Linked DNA regions of Drosophila melanogaster: region 1 is linked to region 2. Evidence: chromatin contacts called from public Hi-C data. All regions are on one chromosome and are shown on one strand. The core of a region is the stretch at or near the end of the contact, and the rest is flanking DNA. Distances in the headings are between cores, read along the strand shown.

The links. A called contact is a pair of places that touch in the nucleus more often than the background predicts.
Region 1: a contact with region 2 is called in a Hi-C map of the Kc167 cell line, with 2.6 times the contacts expected there. A contact is called at or near these places in 2 of 107 Hi-C or Micro-C datasets (the Kc167 cell line and eye imaginal disc).

Annotation. Positions count from the first base shown.
Region 1 is chr3L:20,390,401-20,395,425 of dm6, reverse strand. CG33969 reads left to right here and starts at 1,873. Exons shown (of 3, transcript NM_001038946.3): 1 at 1,873-2,147; 2 at 2,210-2,785; 3 at 2,937-3,741. The coding sequence starts at 1,945. The coding sequence ends at 3,381. fbl (fumble) reads right to left here. Exons shown (of 7, transcript NM_133434.4): 5 at 4,792-4,968; 6 at 4,601-4,736; 7 at 3,972-4,540. The coding sequence ends at 4,244. lncRNA:CR45677 (long non-coding RNA:CR45677) reads left to right here. Exons shown (of 1, transcript NR_125016.1): 1 at 1-32. It also overlaps asRNA:CR43944.
Region 2 is chr3L:18,994,839-18,999,608 of dm6, reverse strand. CG18135 reads left to right here and starts at 1,326. Exons shown (of 2, transcript NM_176346.2): 1 at 1,326-1,608. The coding sequence starts at 1,597. It overlaps CG3808, which reads left to right. Exons shown (of 4, transcript NM_140826.2): 2 at 1-663; 3 at 758-1,101; 4 at 1,164-1,734. The coding sequence ends at 1,086.

The DNA.
Region 1 (5,025 bases), core at 624-3,123, 1.4 Mb before region 2:
GAACTGTATGTAACCGCACTGGAAATGTATTCAAATCTGATGCTTTTGTAGAGTATTACAATATGTTCTTGTCTGTCTTATTTTTGTTCAAATAAATTTATTGTCGATTATTGATACATATTGAACTAAAGTCTGAAGTCTGAAGTCCATATGTGGTCTTATAACTTAGGAATTTATATCTTTTACAATAAGTATCCTGATTTTATTTCACTTATTAATTTAAGAATACATTTTAGGATGGGTACTCAAAGCTTCGAGATCTTGAAAGGGTAAAGCCCATTGTCATGTGCAGTTTGATAAGATTTTAAAGGGGACTTATAGAACGGAATGAACGATCCAGAACTTTTCGCATTCCTTACATACCCAAAAGTCACAATTACTTTGTTTCTGGGGAATAACGAAGCTCTAATAGGGGTCACGCTACCCAAAAAAAAGTATGTTAAATGGAAAGTACAAAGGTGGACTAGCCTAGCCCTGTTACAAATTCACTTTTTAAGGTTCTAAAACCTTAAGTTAAGTACCTTGACAACCATAAAGAAGACCTGAACAGTGACAGCTACGCTACTTTCCCTGACCCAAAAATTAGTCGTTACTTGATTCTTTGTTATGGCTCTGGTTCAATTCTCAAGATTTTCCGTAAATTTCTTTGTTTGCCCTCGCACGCAGCTTATACTGTCTGTCATTAGAAGATAGTCCTATGTTTTCCTTCAAGTACCCAACAGATAATGCGAAATTCTTAGCCTGAAAAATCGTTTCATGGTCTTCTTCCTAAATCACTCCAGAAGTCATAAAACTTTATGCACCATTTTGCAGTATTTACAGAAAAGGCGGCAGATAAATGCCGAGAAAGATACGAGATACTTTCTAGGCAGATCAGACAGCTTGTGCGCTATTTCAAGTCAATCAAATGCTCAGTTAAGGTATTTAGCGCAAAAATCTCGGCAGTTTCGTGCCTAATTGCGGAAACAGTGTTCTAAATAACTTTAGATTGCTGCAATTGTATGAGTACGTGGTCGTACGCACGCCGCATATTTATGTGCGTAAATCGTATACATATCTTAGACTTTTGTCCCCAAAATGTGCAGTTGCTGACTATTTCGTGTTTGGCATTGCAGGCGGCTTACATCAATGGGGGAATCTTTCTAAAATCAACCCTAAATTTCTTATCGAATGATAAAAACTCAATGTCCAACGATGTCATTTATCGCAATGGTTCCCCGAAGTCTAGCCTTGATGCTTAACCTTCTACACAAGCAAAATTTATAAAATTTATTAACCATATTTCATGAATTGTATTTTCTTATATTGCCTTGACACAGCTGGTGGATATTGTTAACCATTGAAAGACCAAAGCTTAGATAGTAACATTTTAAAAGCTTTATTGGCTAAAGGGGTGGTAATAATTAACTTGCTCTTTTAAGCACATTTTTCCGTAGTAATAGTTAATTTAAATCTGTATACACTAATTGCCTGTTGTTTAAATTTTTAAAAAATATGGTCATCAACATGAAAAATGTTTAAAAAAAATGTTTTCAAAGGTCGATGAAATTAACAAGTGTTTCATTGTTCTTTAAATTTCACAATTTCTGTGCTGGTTACGTCAAATTTTCAACAATGACACATAAGTGAACAATGCACTGTTTATTAGCTGAGGAAATATAAATGAAAAACATATCGATTATTCGAAATAATCAAATTGTCTGAGATCTATATATTGAAAAAATAGCACGAAAGAATATACAGTTGATGTTCAAATCATTAATATAATAACACTATGAAAGAACACACGTTTGAATTTAATCATTGACTGCAGTCAAACTTAACGGAAATTTCGTAGTGTTGCAAAGGTAACGCTAGAGTGAAATAATCGATATACCATTTGTTTGCGTTTTGTTCGGAAATCGTGGGAATATGAGCTAATCTCACGAATTGGCGTTGAAAGATATGATGAGCTCCCGCATGAGCTTGAAGGATCTGACCATCGAATGCCTGCTCCTCATATTCGACTATTGCTCGGAGGGGGACCTACTGTGCCTGTGCCGGGCGGACCCGGCTCTGGAGTATATTATTGAAGCCTACTACTTCTACCCACTGGCCTACGATTTGCTGCTCTGTGGCCACCGGAATAATCCAAGGATCGAACAGAGGTTGGTGAATGAGATTCGGATAATAAACTTAAGATAATCTATCTACCTCCTAGAAACCGAAGACGCCTGAAAAACTATGAACGCATCGAGCTGTCAAGGAACTGGGTTAGTGGCACCTATTTCGAACGACCATACTTCCACCATGCCCAGATGTTCCCCACCAAACTGTGCCTGGAGGCCGACTTTCTGTACATCACACATGCCTGCTATCTGCGCAAGTACCGGCGGTCCAGCTGCGATGCACTGCATCGTCGCTTCGACGAGGAGATCTGTACGTCCGCACAGACCGACATCTCCGATTTCGTCAAAAAGAATGAAACCATATTCGCGGGAAGGGTTTGTGGATCGTGCTTCCACTACGACACCGATAGCATGGTGATGACGGAGCAGAGGATGCATCCGGCCAACGAATACTTGTACTGCGTAGACTTTGTCAAGGATCTGTACGCAACCAGCACAGATCACTGCTGCAGACTGTGGCAGCGTGCGCAGGAGTTTGGAATGACGCATTTTGATCAGGTGATGCATCTGCCGCACGCCTTTAGGTCTCTGGAACTCAGTTCGGATGGCCAGTGGCTGTATGGTGGACTATACACTGACAACGGTCGCCAGGCCTTGAGGGCAGTCCATGTTGAAAGGTAAGCCCTACCGACTATTAGTTAAATATAAATCTTATGTGTAGGAATGTTTTAGTTAATCCTTAAACATTAATCAAAGTAGAAATATTTGATTTACATTTTACTATCATTATTTCTGTTATTAACTATCTTTAATTTTTTTCTTTATCAGTGGCGAGGAATTGGTGTTTAGTTCCAAAACAATGTCAATTTACGACCTGAAATTGAAAGATGACCAGGTCATTTTCACGGCCAACTTCGATAGCACGTTTCGTATGTTTGACAGACGCGTGGATCGCGATGTAGCCATTTGGGATGATCCGTTCGACTCCTCCTTCTACTCCTTGGAGTATGATGGTCTGCACGCGGTGCTGGTTGGCACCAACAGACATGCACGGGTCAACCTTTACGATATAAGAATGAAGAAATACGTACAATTGTACTTTCCGGGAAGGACGCGAAGTCATAATGGCTTGTCGCCAGTGTACAGCCTCGCCTGTGATAGCCAATATATGTTCGTGGCCACCGATCACAATATGCGTGTCTTTGACTTTAAGGCAAGCTGTGGAATTCGGAGAGACTACAGCAATATTGTATACAAACGAAGTGAAACTTAATCACATTGGATAACCCATATTAAAAATGTGCCAAATCTTATACATTCATTGTTTTGAAGAAACCAAATGCGCCGTACAAATATACATTCAAGATGTCTGCTGATTTCCCGTAAAGCGTACTATTTGTTCTTATCAGAACAACTCGTGTCTAGTTTATTACGGAATTTTTTTAGAATAACACAAACCTTAACAATAATTGTATAAGTAGGCAAAGGTAGAGAGAAGGCTATTACCGTCTTGTTTTTAAACTGTATCATCATACCATCAGTTTGTGTAGAACAAGTTTTATTGACCTGTCCACGAATTGGATCCTAAAAAGAAAACTTTAAAACATCCACTTAAAGCATGTATAAAAACGTTAAGATAATAACTTAAAAGAATCATTAGGTGGATGCTATACCTGCTCTTTCGTCATTTTGTTGCGCGCTAGACTTTTAATTGCGTTTCTATTGTCAAGTATTTGTAATACTTTTCTGAGAGCTAACATCTATCACTTTAGAATCGAAACTAAAAACTACCGAATCTGTCGAAGATAGCGTGGTAGTAACATATGGTAAAATGTTACGCGGCGAAAAATTAAGACATAAATTGTGGTTCGCCATTTGATCGGGCCAAAATTCGTTGCTTTCTAGCAGGCACTTTATCCATACATACGTAATTTCATGCATTTACAATTTGTGCGTCATCAAGTTACAACTAAAGCCGAGAAAGAATTACGATAAATACCGAGATGAACTGCGAAGGACCAAAGTCATTGCCATTGCCATTGTCATTGCCTTATTGATCTTAGGTCTACTGTACATGCACTTCAATCGGCTGGCGCACGTTGGGTGCCCTTGGGAGGAACATGTGGTTATAGCGACTATCTAGTGGAGTGTTTGCTTGTGGGCGCCTTTTCTGGTGGCTCGTCCGCCGTAGAAGATGTCTGTGCTGCTTCGCTTGCTGAATCGGATTCAGTGTGGATTGAATGCTCCACTCCGTCGTTAAGGGCGGCTGCCAGCTCGCCGTTGAACTGCAGCAGGCAACCCAGAGCCCCAAAGTATCCCTCGTGCTCCAGGAAAAGACCCTTCATTGTGCCATTGGACCAGAACTCCATTGCGTACGCCAGCAGCTTCATGGAAATGGGGTTAACTCGCAGAAAGTTGCCCACAAAGACGACCTGAAATGGGTTTGTTGCTCAGTCTACGAGGATATGTATGTAACGAAAATTGATACTTACCCTATCGATCTTCTCATTCAGCGCGCACATCCTTGCTATGGAGCCGATATTATTCGTTATGGTGACCAGAGTGGCGTTGGCCAGATCTTCGCGTGATACGGAAACCCGTTTGTCGTTGAGATGCATCTGGCCAAAGCTAGAAATGGAAAATTCGTAACTGGTACATGGCCCTTCATTTCTGGCTTTGCTACCTTGACGCCACCAAATCGCCGGGGAGACCAAAGCGGTTGTAATCGCCACCATAAATGTCCTTAACTAACTTGTCCACCTTCCTATTGTCACCCTTGGTGGCCAGTTGGATGGCCTCTTCGAAGGATGTGCAGCCGGTGAGTAGACAACACAGGCCGAGGAATGTACCGCCGCCCAAGCTGAACAATACATTTCATTTAGCATCGTTGCAATAATGTGTAATTTCATGAAGAGCA
Region 2 (4,770 bases), core at 77-2,576:
TCAATCCGGACGGAAATATTGGCCACTTCCGGCAGCTAATGGTGCGGTGCTCCAGTGCCACAGGTGAACTAATGCTGGTGGCGGGCATATACTCCTCGAACTTAAGTGAAGACGAACAAGTTGAACTTAAGCAAGAACTGAAGTCCTTCTACGAAGATCTGGCAAATGATGCTCCGTACAAATGCAGCTCTCTGTATTACCAAGATGTCAAGCATCGGGAAGCAGGTCAGACGATTAATCCGGTGGAACACATTTCGGGCAGCACCCACATCACCGATACCATACAGGGTCTCCAGTTTCGAATCAGCCCACTGGCCTTTTTCCAAATCAACACAGAAGGAGCCAACGTGTTGTATCAAAAGGCCATTGATCTAGTTGCTCCTACTAAGGACACAACTATGTTGGATATTTGCTGTGGTACTGGCACCATTACCCTTGCGTTCGCCAAGCACTGCAAGAAAGTGATGGGCGTGGAGATCGTCCCTGATGCGATTAAGGATGCCGAGTTTAATGCGGAAGCGAATGGCATTAAAAATGCAAAGTTCTTTACAGGAAATGCAGATGATTTCATCAAGAGTATGGTGCGCGAAGCTCTCTACGATCAGGAGCCGGGTAAACCATTGGATCTTATTGCCGTGGTGGATCCCCCCAGGGCTGGACTGCGTAAGTTTACGTTGCTTAAATATTATAAATTTGCTGAATTATTTTAAGGTTCAAAGCGCTATACCTTTCCAAATTTCTTATTTGTTTTTTTCAGACCACCGCTCGATAGCCGCAATTCGATCAGCCGATGCCATCAATCGTCTGGTCTACGTCTCCTGCAATCCGCACAGTGCTAAGCGGAATTTCATCGAGCTGGCCAGACCGGAGTCTAAGCAATACAAGGGGGAGCCATTCTACCCAAAGTCCGCTGTGGCCGTTGACATGTTTCCCCACACCATGCACACCGAGCTGGTCATTCTGTTCGAGCGTGAACCTAAAACAAAGGCGGATGAGAAGTCATCGCCAGCGGAGGGAGCTGCACAGTCAAAGTCTGAGGCAACCGAAGAAGCTGTTAGCGAGGAGAACACCACATCCGTAACGTGACGTGTTTGTTGCCGGGTACAGTTCACTTCGCTGCAATCTCTTGCACATTTGCTTAATCTCTTTCTATAATCTTTTAGGTCAGTTGCGATTCGCTGAGACACCCAATATGTCTCAGTACCTCCTATCTGCCGCGATGCTGCCCTCTATCATTGTCTCTCTTTGTGGCGACTGCTCTACGACTTTTATTGTTTTAAATTGATTTAATTGTATTTACGCTGTGCGACGGGGAGGAAGTGGAAAAAGTGACAGAAGCGACTTCCTATTTAGCAAAAGACTAAGTTTAAAGCCCTGTTCAACTCGACATAGTCCGACATCCCCATCAGTGTTATTCAGGCCTCTGGAGGCCCCTGTGTGCGTGATAAGAATCGCTGCTCCGGTGGAAGTGTGGTGCTCATAAAGTTCTCATAAAGGTGTAGAAACCGCGTGAAAAAACAGCTGAGAGGTGCTACAAGTCCAACGCCCCCTCAAGGGCAAATTGATGAACAACGACCCTGACAACGATCATTGATCATGTCCGACCAGGTACCAGTTAACGATTATTTCATAGTCTAAACATATGTTCTATTGTTAAAAGTAGAAAGGGTAGTATTTAAAAGATGTTGACGTTGATATTGATCTATCAACCATATTAAAAGATTCGAAAATGACTTCATGCGTATGACGCGAATTCAGTTGTTTCGTTGTTTGTCTAAAGATAAGTTTTATTAATTTACTAAGGCAATTTGAGTTATGGCTGTTTTTTTTTATAAAGTTGAATATTTAAAAAGTCGTAGAAGTGCAATTAACTAGTTAAGGCCAGAGATGTGCCGTAATGAAATTGGCCAACTTAATAGTTAATACGTATGGGGCTGATCGCACGGATATTGCTCAATAAAATGTGTTTATATAAATCTTATCTAAGGTAAACAATCGCATTCGCTTATTTCGCCTTTCCGATTACATGTTCTTAACGAGAAGTGGTTGGATGATGTAAACAACAGATGTAGCCGTAAGCAAAGTCTTATAGAATAAAACAAAAAAATATTATTGTTTTGAAAAAGAGAACAACAAGCAAACGTGACCGATATCATGTTGAATATACTATGTAGAAAAACAAATCGGGACGCGACAGCCCTGAATTTTTATGCGACTCGACTTCCTAGAAGGGGGTGTGTTAATAGCACACGTACACACACATAAACATACATATAACTATAGTGGAAAGCCAAAATAAGCTTTCGTAAACATTAACGAAATAAACAAGAAAAACAAATAAATTGGACTTTGGAGCCAGTGGGGCGATTCGGCTACTCGGCAAATTGATTGTACAAAATATAGCAACATAAATAAATATGAAAACATTGTGCGCCGCAACTATTATAAATCAAGAGAAAAGGAGAAATTGGCAGGAAAGTGAATAAAATGCGGCTGAATTTGTTTATTCATTCGGCTATATTTATGGCCTCGTGTAAGCCAAGATATAGCAACAACTAGCAACACCCAAAATATGCGATTACGATCGGAACAGGGAGCCCAAGACCTTGACCGGAGAGCTTTGTTTCCGAAGCCGAAAAGCTTGAATAGTTCTTGCCTTATCAAACAAACACTCAACTAACTGTGCGATGTAAACAAACAGCGAGGAAAACAGCAAATTTTCAACCGACGAAAACCGGTTCCCCTAGAGAGAGATATATGGCGGTCTTCCGGAGAGAGCTTTTCGGCTGATGCCATGTCTGTGGATGTGGATGTCGATGTGCTGGTGGATGTGGACGAGAAGCTGCGGCGAGGGCCTGGCTACGACTACGCCCCACACATCGGACTGAAAACCGCTTCACGTGCGTAACACCATCGCCGCCGACAGCTGCACACGACCAACACGTTTTCTCGGCGGAGCAAATGGCCTCGTGGCATAGTGGGGGATGGACCGGGGTTTGGGTTCTCCAATGTGCTCTTGTTGTCATCCGCGCTCAGGCTGCGAGCTTTTGGATTGCGTGCTACGCCGAGCAGCGCAACTACACAGCACATTTTATGGGGAGTTTTAGTGGGATACCCTGTGAATGTGGGTATATTTGAAGACTGACCTCACGTAACTCGGCCGGGGATTGGGTTTCACTTGTGAATTTTGGTATGCAAAAGGGTTTGAGTATGTTTAAACTTATAATGGCAAAAGATAATCAATGAGTAAACATTATTTTATCCGACCAGCTAGTATATTGCACTGTATTTTCTAGTTATATATTCTTTTTATTGATTTAGCCCAAAGCAACATTCCTTGCTAATATTCTCCTAGTTATTCTACAGACAAAGCACTCTGTTTTCCCTTATCGGTACTTTAAATGGATCAACCAGTGCCGTTTAATTATGCCCACTCATAAACAGTTAGCCTAGGAACATTTTGATTACCACCTAGACGGTTGATTAAATTTCGCATATTCCGCTTTGTTCTCCTGTCCTGATTCTGGACGATCGAGGGCATTGCTAATTCGATTAATCTTCATGTTTTCTGTATTATCTGGTGTGTTTCGCTGTTTTCTGTTTTTGTTTCGTCGCTGCCCGTCGGTAGAGGCCAACAACATTTCGAAAAAGCCCCAGCCGCAACTGTACCGCCGGACTGAAAACCAAAACAAATCGCCAAGTCGTCGGATACGACTACGACTCTCGCACAAAGAAAAAAGCTCCGCCACTCAGTTTCGATAAAAAGAAATCGTTTAAATTGCGCGCACAACAAAAGCGCCCGAAACAGTTGCGATTGCAACGTCGATTTGTGACGACGGACCGTCTACAGCGTCCTAGTTCCCACTGTCCACAAAGGATACAAACCCGAATAACAAAACCAGCAGTACATAAAAGCCAACAGGCCCAATACCCAAGTACAAAATGCTTGCCTAGCTAAAGAAACTGAAATATTGCGCATACGCCGCATAGTGCAAACAATTAACTGTGATACAAGTGGAATTTTCTTGATTTCGTTGGTCCCCGCACCAAAGCAACCTATCCTACCTAACTTACTTGTGCTATCCCCAAAAACCAAGAAGCCGAAAAGAAGCAGAATGTCGGTGCCAATGCTGCTGACCCCCATGGAAGCCCAGAGTCCGGATGACCACATGAAAAATGTAATTACCCACATCCAGTGGACAGTACCGGAAATCTTTGTAAATGCATACTTTAGGCTTTACAGATTTTTCGACTGTCGGCATAGTGCAGGTGTTTGAGCTTTTGACTTTTTGGGGTGTCTGAAGGTCGCTGCTGTTGTCATCGGACATTTGCATGTCTTCTGCGCGTTTTGTTTATGCAATTGTCGTGGGTAAAGGAAAATCTATATTCGACGGGGGCAGGGGGGCTTTTAACGATGTATGTATATATATCTATCAGGGCTATCATATGGGCGGGGAAATAATTGCCAACTTGGTTAATAACAAAGTGTTTCAAGCACACCTAAGTTGGGGATTGGTGTAAATAAAAAATGCCTATGTATGTTTTCCCGCCTTGCGAGAATGGTATCCTATTGATGTCATTTCCGTCGAAGTAATCCAGTAATTCACGTACAGTACCACCCCTGGGATCCCGGTATAATATATCCCACTCTTTTGAGTTTCTCTTCAAACTGAATGCCACATGTTGCAAAAGGTCGCTGCCTCACGTGACTCAACCACTCAAGCACCAAGCATGCTATAAGGTTAAGCTTTCGAGAGGGTCCCCGCTCAA